Linked DNA regions of Mus musculus: region 1 is linked to region 2. A link is a contact called in public Hi-C data. All regions are on one chromosome and are shown on one strand. Each heading gives the region's core, a stretch centred on a gene start, on an enhancer-like site or on the middle of the called end of the contact. The rest is flanking DNA. Distances are from core to core; before and after follow the strand shown.

What was found. A called contact is a pair of places that touch in the nucleus more often than the background predicts.
Region 1: a contact with region 2 is called in a Hi-C map of uterus. The contact joins the enhancer-like site here to the promoter of Nmi in region 2. A contact is called at or near these places in 2 of 39 promoter capture datasets (embryonic stem cells and macrophages), 1 of 15 datasets of contacts at CTCF or cohesin (the NIH/3T3 cell line), 1 of 484 Hi-C or Micro-C datasets (uterus), 4 of 115 datasets of contacts at active chromatin or transcription factors (CD8 T cells, the SCID.adh cell line, bone marrow-derived macrophages and 1 more) and 1 of 9 other capture datasets (adipose tissue).

Annotation. Positions count from the first base shown.
Region 1 is chr2:52,005,208-52,008,976 of GRCm38.p6, reverse strand. No RefSeq gene overlaps it. Among named protein-coding and RNA genes, the nearest start is that of Tnfaip6, 31 kb to the left of the region's middle. Within about 2 kb of position 2,361, at least 40 of the 459 cell types and tissues checked have an H3K27ac peak or open chromatin away from gene starts, as enhancers often do. A contact at or near this core is called in the NIH/3T3 cell line and uterus, where this site is marked.
Region 2 is chr2:51,971,708-51,975,369 of GRCm38.p6, reverse strand. Nmi (N-myc (and STAT) interactor) reads left to right here and starts at 2,162. Exons shown (of 9, transcript NM_001141949.1): 1 at 2,162-2,461; 2 at 2,743-2,782.

The sequences.
Region 1 (3,769 bases), core at 1,112-3,611, 33 kb before region 2:
TTTTCTATATCTACTGAGATGATAATGTGATTGTTGTCTTTAAATCCATCTATATGGCTATATTTGTTGATGTGTATGAACCATCTCTTGGTCATGACAGATGGTACTTTAGATGTTTGCCTGCATGCAGTTTGCAAGTATTTATTTGAGAATATTTGCATCTGCATTCAATAGGGACATTGATCATCTTCTTTTGTTGTGCTTTTACCTAGTCTTGGCAGGAGAGTGCTTTGTATCAGTAGATTGGTTTCATCAAAGGAGTTTGGGGGTATTCTCTATATCTATCTATCTATCTATCTATCTATCTATCTATCTATCTATCTATCTATCTATCTATCTATCTATGCTGTGAATGTGTCTGGCCTGAGACTTTTCTCTTCAGAAGATTTTTATTACTGCTTCAGTAGTATTGATTATGGGTCTCTTTAGGTCGTTGACCTCTTCCTGTTTTAACATTGATGGTTCAGATGAATCTAGAAACCCATGTATTTCTTTTAGATTGGTTCTTTAAGAAATGTGTTCAGGGCTGGAGAGATGGCTAAGGGGTTAAGAGTACTGACTGCTCTTCCAAAGGTCCTGAGTTCAATTCCCAGCAACCACATGGTGGCTCACAACCATCTGTAATGGGAATCTGATGCCCTCTTCTAGTGTGTGTTTGAAGACAGCTGCAGTTTACTCTTATAAAGATAAATAAATCTTAAAAAAAAAAGAGGAAGTGTGTCGAATGTACTTTGATCATATTCACCTCTCCTCCAGGTCTAACCAGATCCACCCCTTTTCCCACCTACCCAAGTTCCCATCACCCGGTCCACATGCTCCTGCATGCATGGGCTTGCGCTGGACCATGGCCATATTCCCTTACGATGTTCTGAATTTCTCTGTTCTCATACTGTTTCCGAGCTCATCTCTGATTTTGTTTATTTAGGTCTCCTCTTTCTCGTGGCTAGTTGGTCCCGAGGGCCTGTCCATCCTGCTTTTCCCACCTAGGAATCAGTTTTCTTTGTTGAAGCTGGCAGCAGCTGGGGATGGGCATCCTTGCTTCCTGCTGCCTCTACTGCATTCTGGGAAATAGTTTCAGTGCTGTTTTTTTGGTAATCTTCCTTTCTATTTACAAAATATCAAGAGATAAGTTGATCAGAGATATCACGTGGATCTATGAGCTGTTGACTCCTCAACGTTAACTCGTAAGCGTCTTCATTGTCTCAGACTAGCCATGGAGATAACGTTTTGCTTTCTTAGCTCCTAAGGTGGTTTGCCATCCATGCCTACTTTCTAGCTTCCAAAAACTTCATTTTAGATCTTTAAAAATATAAGCAGTTTGTGACATGTTAGTGGATTTTGGGGGGAGGAATATGTTTGTAAAACTCACAGCCTTCACCTGTTTGCAGCGAAAGTTAACCTCCCAAGTGCTGCACCAGGCGCCCCGCATCAGCCCCGCTTTCTCTGTGCTTTAGAGCATCTTCATCTCCAGCATTTGGCTCTTGGTTGCTAACAAAACAAGATCATTTGATAACTTGAGACTCAGAAGATACAGGATTCTTAGAAAGAAATAAGTAATCTTATGTAAAAAGCAAGGCTGACTTAAAAACTGTGCCTGGTCTTCCTACAGCCCCTCCAATAAGTCAATATTGATACTATATCTCCATTGAGACATGGGCTTTGCCCTTGACCACTGCCTCCATGCAGGCCGCCATTTTGTTTCACTACTCTCAACCTCTTGAAGAATCTCTCAAATACAGGCTCTTAATGTCTCAGAGTCTGCGGACAGCCAGCCTGGGGGCACATCATCTATTTGACACTTTCTTCCACACTTTGCCCTGCACAAGACGGAAGTTTGAGAAAACAGATAGAGCTTAAGTTTATCACAGAGACAGAGTCCCTGTTGTACAGGTGAGCCACCATTGCCTGGATGGCTTGGCTATTGTGCGACCTGAGCTTCCCTGAGATTTCCCATTTTTCAAGCCTGTCTGTCCATCTGGTTTCATGGACTCACTCAGCTCTGCCAACCTTCTAATGACTTGCCCTTAGGGTCAGTGATATGGCTTAGTAGGTAAAGGTATTTGCCACCAAGCCCAGCAACCTGGATCCCATGTGGTGGAAGGAGAGAAACAATCCCTAATGCTATGGGTAGCCTTTGCCTTTTAGACAAAGGCTCAGACAGCTTGCCATGCATCCTAGAAAGGCAGTGTGCAAGTGCCACAGGAGGCCGGAGCCTGGGATGGGAAAAAGAGGTCCAACAAGTCTTTAAAAAATAAACCTAAAACAATAAGGAAACAATAGCAGCCTTTACCATCCGTCCTGCTCACAATGTGCGAGCAGGGCAAGGCCCTCTGCCTCTGAAGCTCATGTTTGTCTTACCAGGGCCAAAGGCAATGACTCACTAACAAGATCCAGATTTCCCTTGGTCTAACATGCCAAGACCATTGTTTAGTAATATCTGAGAGCAATCCCTAAAAAATGATACAATCTAAAGTGTCCAATAAAATAACCACAAAGTGAAAATTTCAGACTAACAACTTTTATACCATTCCTGTAGAGATTCAGCTAAACAAAATAATTAGTTTTACAGTCTAACAGTGTGACCTGAAGTTCCTATAAAAAGGAAAAGAACAAAAGCCACACTTTTGTTAAAGATCCTACAGGCTGATAACTGTTAAGACATTTGTAATTGTAGCGTTGGAATGTTGCAGATTCAGATCCCAAATCTTTAGTCCCTTTAATGGCTTCTAACATCACTTCTAACATCCTGTGATTATCAGGTTAACCCTTTGGAATGTTTTAACAAGCCATTAGTTTCCATGAACCCAAAAGCTAAGGCTGTCATTACATAGTCTGAAATCTGTAGCGGAGATGTCTCCATTCTGTTGTAAGCTGCCTACCTCCCGCGCCCTTGCAATACATTTGCAGAGTGTGTTCGTTTGTGACTTTCTTTTATCCTGTAATTATAAAAACTTCATAAAAACGATTTCCACACTAGAACATGCTATTTGGAGCAAACTGAATCTGTATTCCCGGTGGGGAGCTGTGGTCACACATATTTGGCTCAAGAATAAACTCCTGCTCCCTTTGAAGTAAGAGCTGTGTTTTATATGGACAACAATAAGAGTTCTCTACAGGTTGGCAGCAATTTAATCTAACGCACAAAGACACCCACCATGTGCAAGGGTACATGACCGCAGTATCTTGCATTTCATAAGTACCAGGGCTTGGGCATGCCCCAGTGGGCCAAGCACTTGCTTTTCCTGTGCAAGTGTGAAGATTTGAGGCCAGATTCCCAGAACCCACAGAAAAGCCAGGCAGAGGTGGTACCTGCCTGCAACCCTGACTCTTGGGAAGCAGAGACAGGGAATGTGCAGCACTGATTGGAATGGGTGAACTCTAGTTTCAATGAAAGACTCTGCCTCTGTAGAGTCAATGGAGCTCACACATAGGAACTTGAATACACACACACACACACACACACACACACACACAAACACACACACACACACACATAGCTCTCTCCCTCTCCCTCTCCCCCTCTACACTTTATATTTTAATATGCTTAACTAGCTCAGTGGCAGGGCACTTCCAAACCTCCCTGTGGCTAGCACACACTCCCCTCCAGTATTCTTGAGTTAATACTTGCTAAATCTATATTTTATCAGACCTAATTGGGGGAGTGGCCCCTGGGGCCACTTTCCCAGATTCTTACATGTTGGCCGGCCTAAGTCTGATCTTTCTGCTTCCTTATCGTGACGATCCTCTCCTTCCTCTTCCCTTCATCTCC
Region 2 (3,662 bases), core at 913-3,412:
TCTCCTTAAGTCTACATCAGATTAGATCTTTGTGGTCATTCTTATGCCTCCTAGTATATATCTCCTTCCAAAACAAGGATAAGGACAGGATGAAAAATTTACTAAATAACTCATTTTTTGTCCAAAGACAAAAATTACAACTATTTTAGTTTAAAAACCAAGTTGACTTTTTGTGATTCTAGAATCAGAGTCTGACAAGTTGGGCAGATACTTGTTTCATAGATCAAAAAAGCAAGGGGGTGGCTGAAGAATGTACCCCCCAAAAACACCCAAGCATGCTGTTAAAAAACACATTTTTAGATTTATTTTTATTTAATGGGTTTGTGTTTTGTCTTCATGTATCTGCATCTCTAGTCTGCCCACAGAAGCCACAGAGGGCATTCATTTTCTGGAACAGAAGTGACAGCAGGCTGTGTGGAGCTGGGAATAGAACCTAGTGTCTCTGCAACAGAAACGAGTGCCTTTAATCACTAAGTGATCTCTCTAGCACCCCAAAGGCCGTTTTAAAGATCTTGTGTTGTAAAGGTTAAAGCTATTATTCTGCCGTGTAGAACTGGTTTGCTTAGGGACTTGGCTGTGACTTCTCAGCTGATTTCTCGGAACAATAACTTTCTTTTTGGCAACCTGGGATTTCAGCATAAGTGACTTCGCTTTTGCTCTGGAACTCAGTCCAAATCAATGACTTCTTATGAGTTTTAATTGACATATTCATGGTCCTGCTCAAATTCAGAAGAAAACCTAAGTAATACTCAGACCACTTCTTTCTTTCTTTTTTTAAAAATTTTTTTAATTAGGTATTTTCCTCATTTACATTTCCAATGCTATCCCAAAAGTCCCCCATACCCACCCCCCCCCACTCCCCTACCCACCCACTCCCCCCTCCTGGCCCTGGCGTTCCCCTGTACTGGGGCATATAAAGTTTGCAAGTCCAATGGGCCTCTCTTTCCAGTGATGGCCGACTAGGCCATCCTTTGATACATATGCAGCTAGAGACAAGAGCTCCGGGGTACTGCTTAGTTCATATTGTTGTTCCACCTATAGGGTTGTAGTTCCCTTTAGTTCCTTGGGTGCTTTCTCTAGTTCCTCCATTGGGGGCCCTGTGATCCATTCAATAGCTGACTGTGAGCATCCACTTCTGTGTTTGCTAGGCCCCCACTTGTTTCTTTTTTAAAATAAGTAATTTGTTTATTCACTTTATATCCCAACATCAACTCTTCCTCTCCTCCCAGTCCCACCCTCTCACATCTTCTCAGCCCTTCCCCATCTCCTTTCCGAAGGGGAAACCCACCCCTGTGTATTACGTCCGGATAGCCCCATTCCTTATCCAGTGCACCACTCACTGAGTGTTTGTTCTTTCTAATTGGGCTGACAACTCAAAAGAAACCCTTAACCTGTTTTAAAAGACAGGGTCTTACTATGTGGCTCTGGTGTCACTGAAAAGTAGGTCCTATCACTGCCTTCACCACCCCCACCCCCCTCCCCGTGTCCACATCCTACCCAGACAAGGTCTCTCTGTGTAGCCTTAGCTGTTCTGGAACTCTGGCCTTCAACCTTCAACTCACAGAGATCCTGCTACCAACTAGGGGCCCCATCACTTTTTTTTTTTTTTTTTTTTAAGACAGGGTTTCTCTGCATAGCCCTGGCTGTCCTGGAACTCACTCTTAAGACCAGGCTGGCCTCGAACTCAGAAATTCACCTGACTCTGCCTCCCAAGTGCTGAGATTAAAGGCGTGCGCCACCACTGCCCGGCTCCATCACTGTTCTTGATGGAAAGAATTTTGCTTCTGCCAAGTGCATCATTTTATTCCGAGCCGTTAGTTAGTATGCACAGATATAGAGCGCCACCATGTAGAAGGGAGGCCCTGATAGCTCTTTGCTGTCTTCCACAGCTCTGTGCTCATGTGCTGCCTAGCTGTGGAGTAACCAGTTCTTGATGTAGGATTAGGGAACACTGCCGTTCTTGACGGAAGCCAGCTATTTTTCTAGCAAAGGAAAAGTTCACATCTAGCGATGTGTTTGTTTACAAAATCTTCACAACAAAAACAAAGCTTAGAAGAAAACTTTCAAGGGTCATAAAATCCAACCCAGGAAGCAGCTTTCTCAGCTTCCTGGTTTATCTTGTGCTTGTGTCAAACTTTATAACCGTCTAAAAAGTTACAGAGAGAGGATTTGCATAGAGAGCTCTGGTTTCCATCCAGCTTTTCAACAGCGTGTTCCGCATAATGCACATAAATAAGCTTTTCTAAGCAGGTCTCGGAGTTACTGCCAATAATAAGAGACAGCAGCAATGGCGCCCTGGACGAAGTCCTCAGGGCATGGAGCAGAAGCATCCTGTTTCTAATAACCGAAAGTGAAAGTAAGGCCTGGGACTGAGCGCTGCTCGTCGCTGAAGCCAGGTTAGTGTTTTCGAGGTAGAGTTCAGTTCTAAGGCACCGGCTTCCGGGAGCTGCGCAGCGAGCGGGTGAGTGCTTGATCCATCCTCGGTCCGCCGCGTCCCTGCGGTCCCACCACCCGCGCTCAGGGATGCTCCACCCGGCGCGCGGTGGGCGGCGGCTTCCAGCGCCGCGACTCGGGGTCTGGGTCCCCAGTGCGCTGCCTGGAGACTCGCCCGCTCCAGGCGCTCCGGCCATGGGTTGCTTCCCTTCCTGGGAAAAGGAAACTTACAGTCATTGGGACTGGCTCCAGAAGGTTCTTAGAAAAATGGATTTCTCAGGAAGACTATTATTTGTATTTCTTTGGCAGGTGCTGAGTTCTGTAGTCCTGCCTCACTTTTTCAGAATATGTAAGTTGTTGTTGTTGTTGTTGTTGTTGTTGTTGTTGTTGTTGTTGTTGTTGTTTTTGGAAGGAGATGTTGAAAGGAGAATATTCAATGTAAGTTCTAGCGGGCACTGGTTTGGGTTAAGAGGACTCCTGCTCCAAAGGCACCCGAGCTACCTTGTGTGCCCCGAAGGAAACTTCCTGTGTCCTGTCCAGCCAGGAGAGAGGGAAAGCAGCAGGTTCCACTGGGCCAGAGAATGAAATCACCTCTCCTTTACTCCCCACAAAAAGCTCTTGAACATTCACCAATCAGTTATTCTGTTCCGGTCTCCCCGGCCCTGACTTGCAGAGAACTTAACTGTGAACCAATCAGTTCAGTTTCTGCATTTTCAGCTTTCTTCTCTGCCTATAAAGCAAACTTCTGCATAGCAGTGAAAACATTTGAGGCAACTGCTTTCTATTTACATTGTGCTGGCTTTGAACTCTTGATCCTCCTGTTACAGACCTGTGCCACTACACTCAGACAGACCACTTACTCGATTTATTCAATCAAGTGTGCCCTGATTGTAAAAGAAATTCAATTAGGATCTTTTAATTGTTAACATTGTATCCATCTTTTGACTTGTTTCTGGTCTATACAACATGGATACATTATAATTTCTTCCTTCCTTCCTTTCTTTTAATTTAATGTATATGAGTACTCTGTAGCTCTCTTCAGACACACCAGAAGAGGGTATCGGATCCCATTACAGGTGGTTGTGAACCACCATGTGGTTGCTGGGAATTGAACTCAGGACCTCTGGAAGAGCAGTCAGTGCTCTTAACCGCCGAGTCATCTCTCCAGCCCATTTTCTTCCTTCTTTATGCTGCCAGGAACTCTGTGTACCCGCCCCCCGCACCCCCCC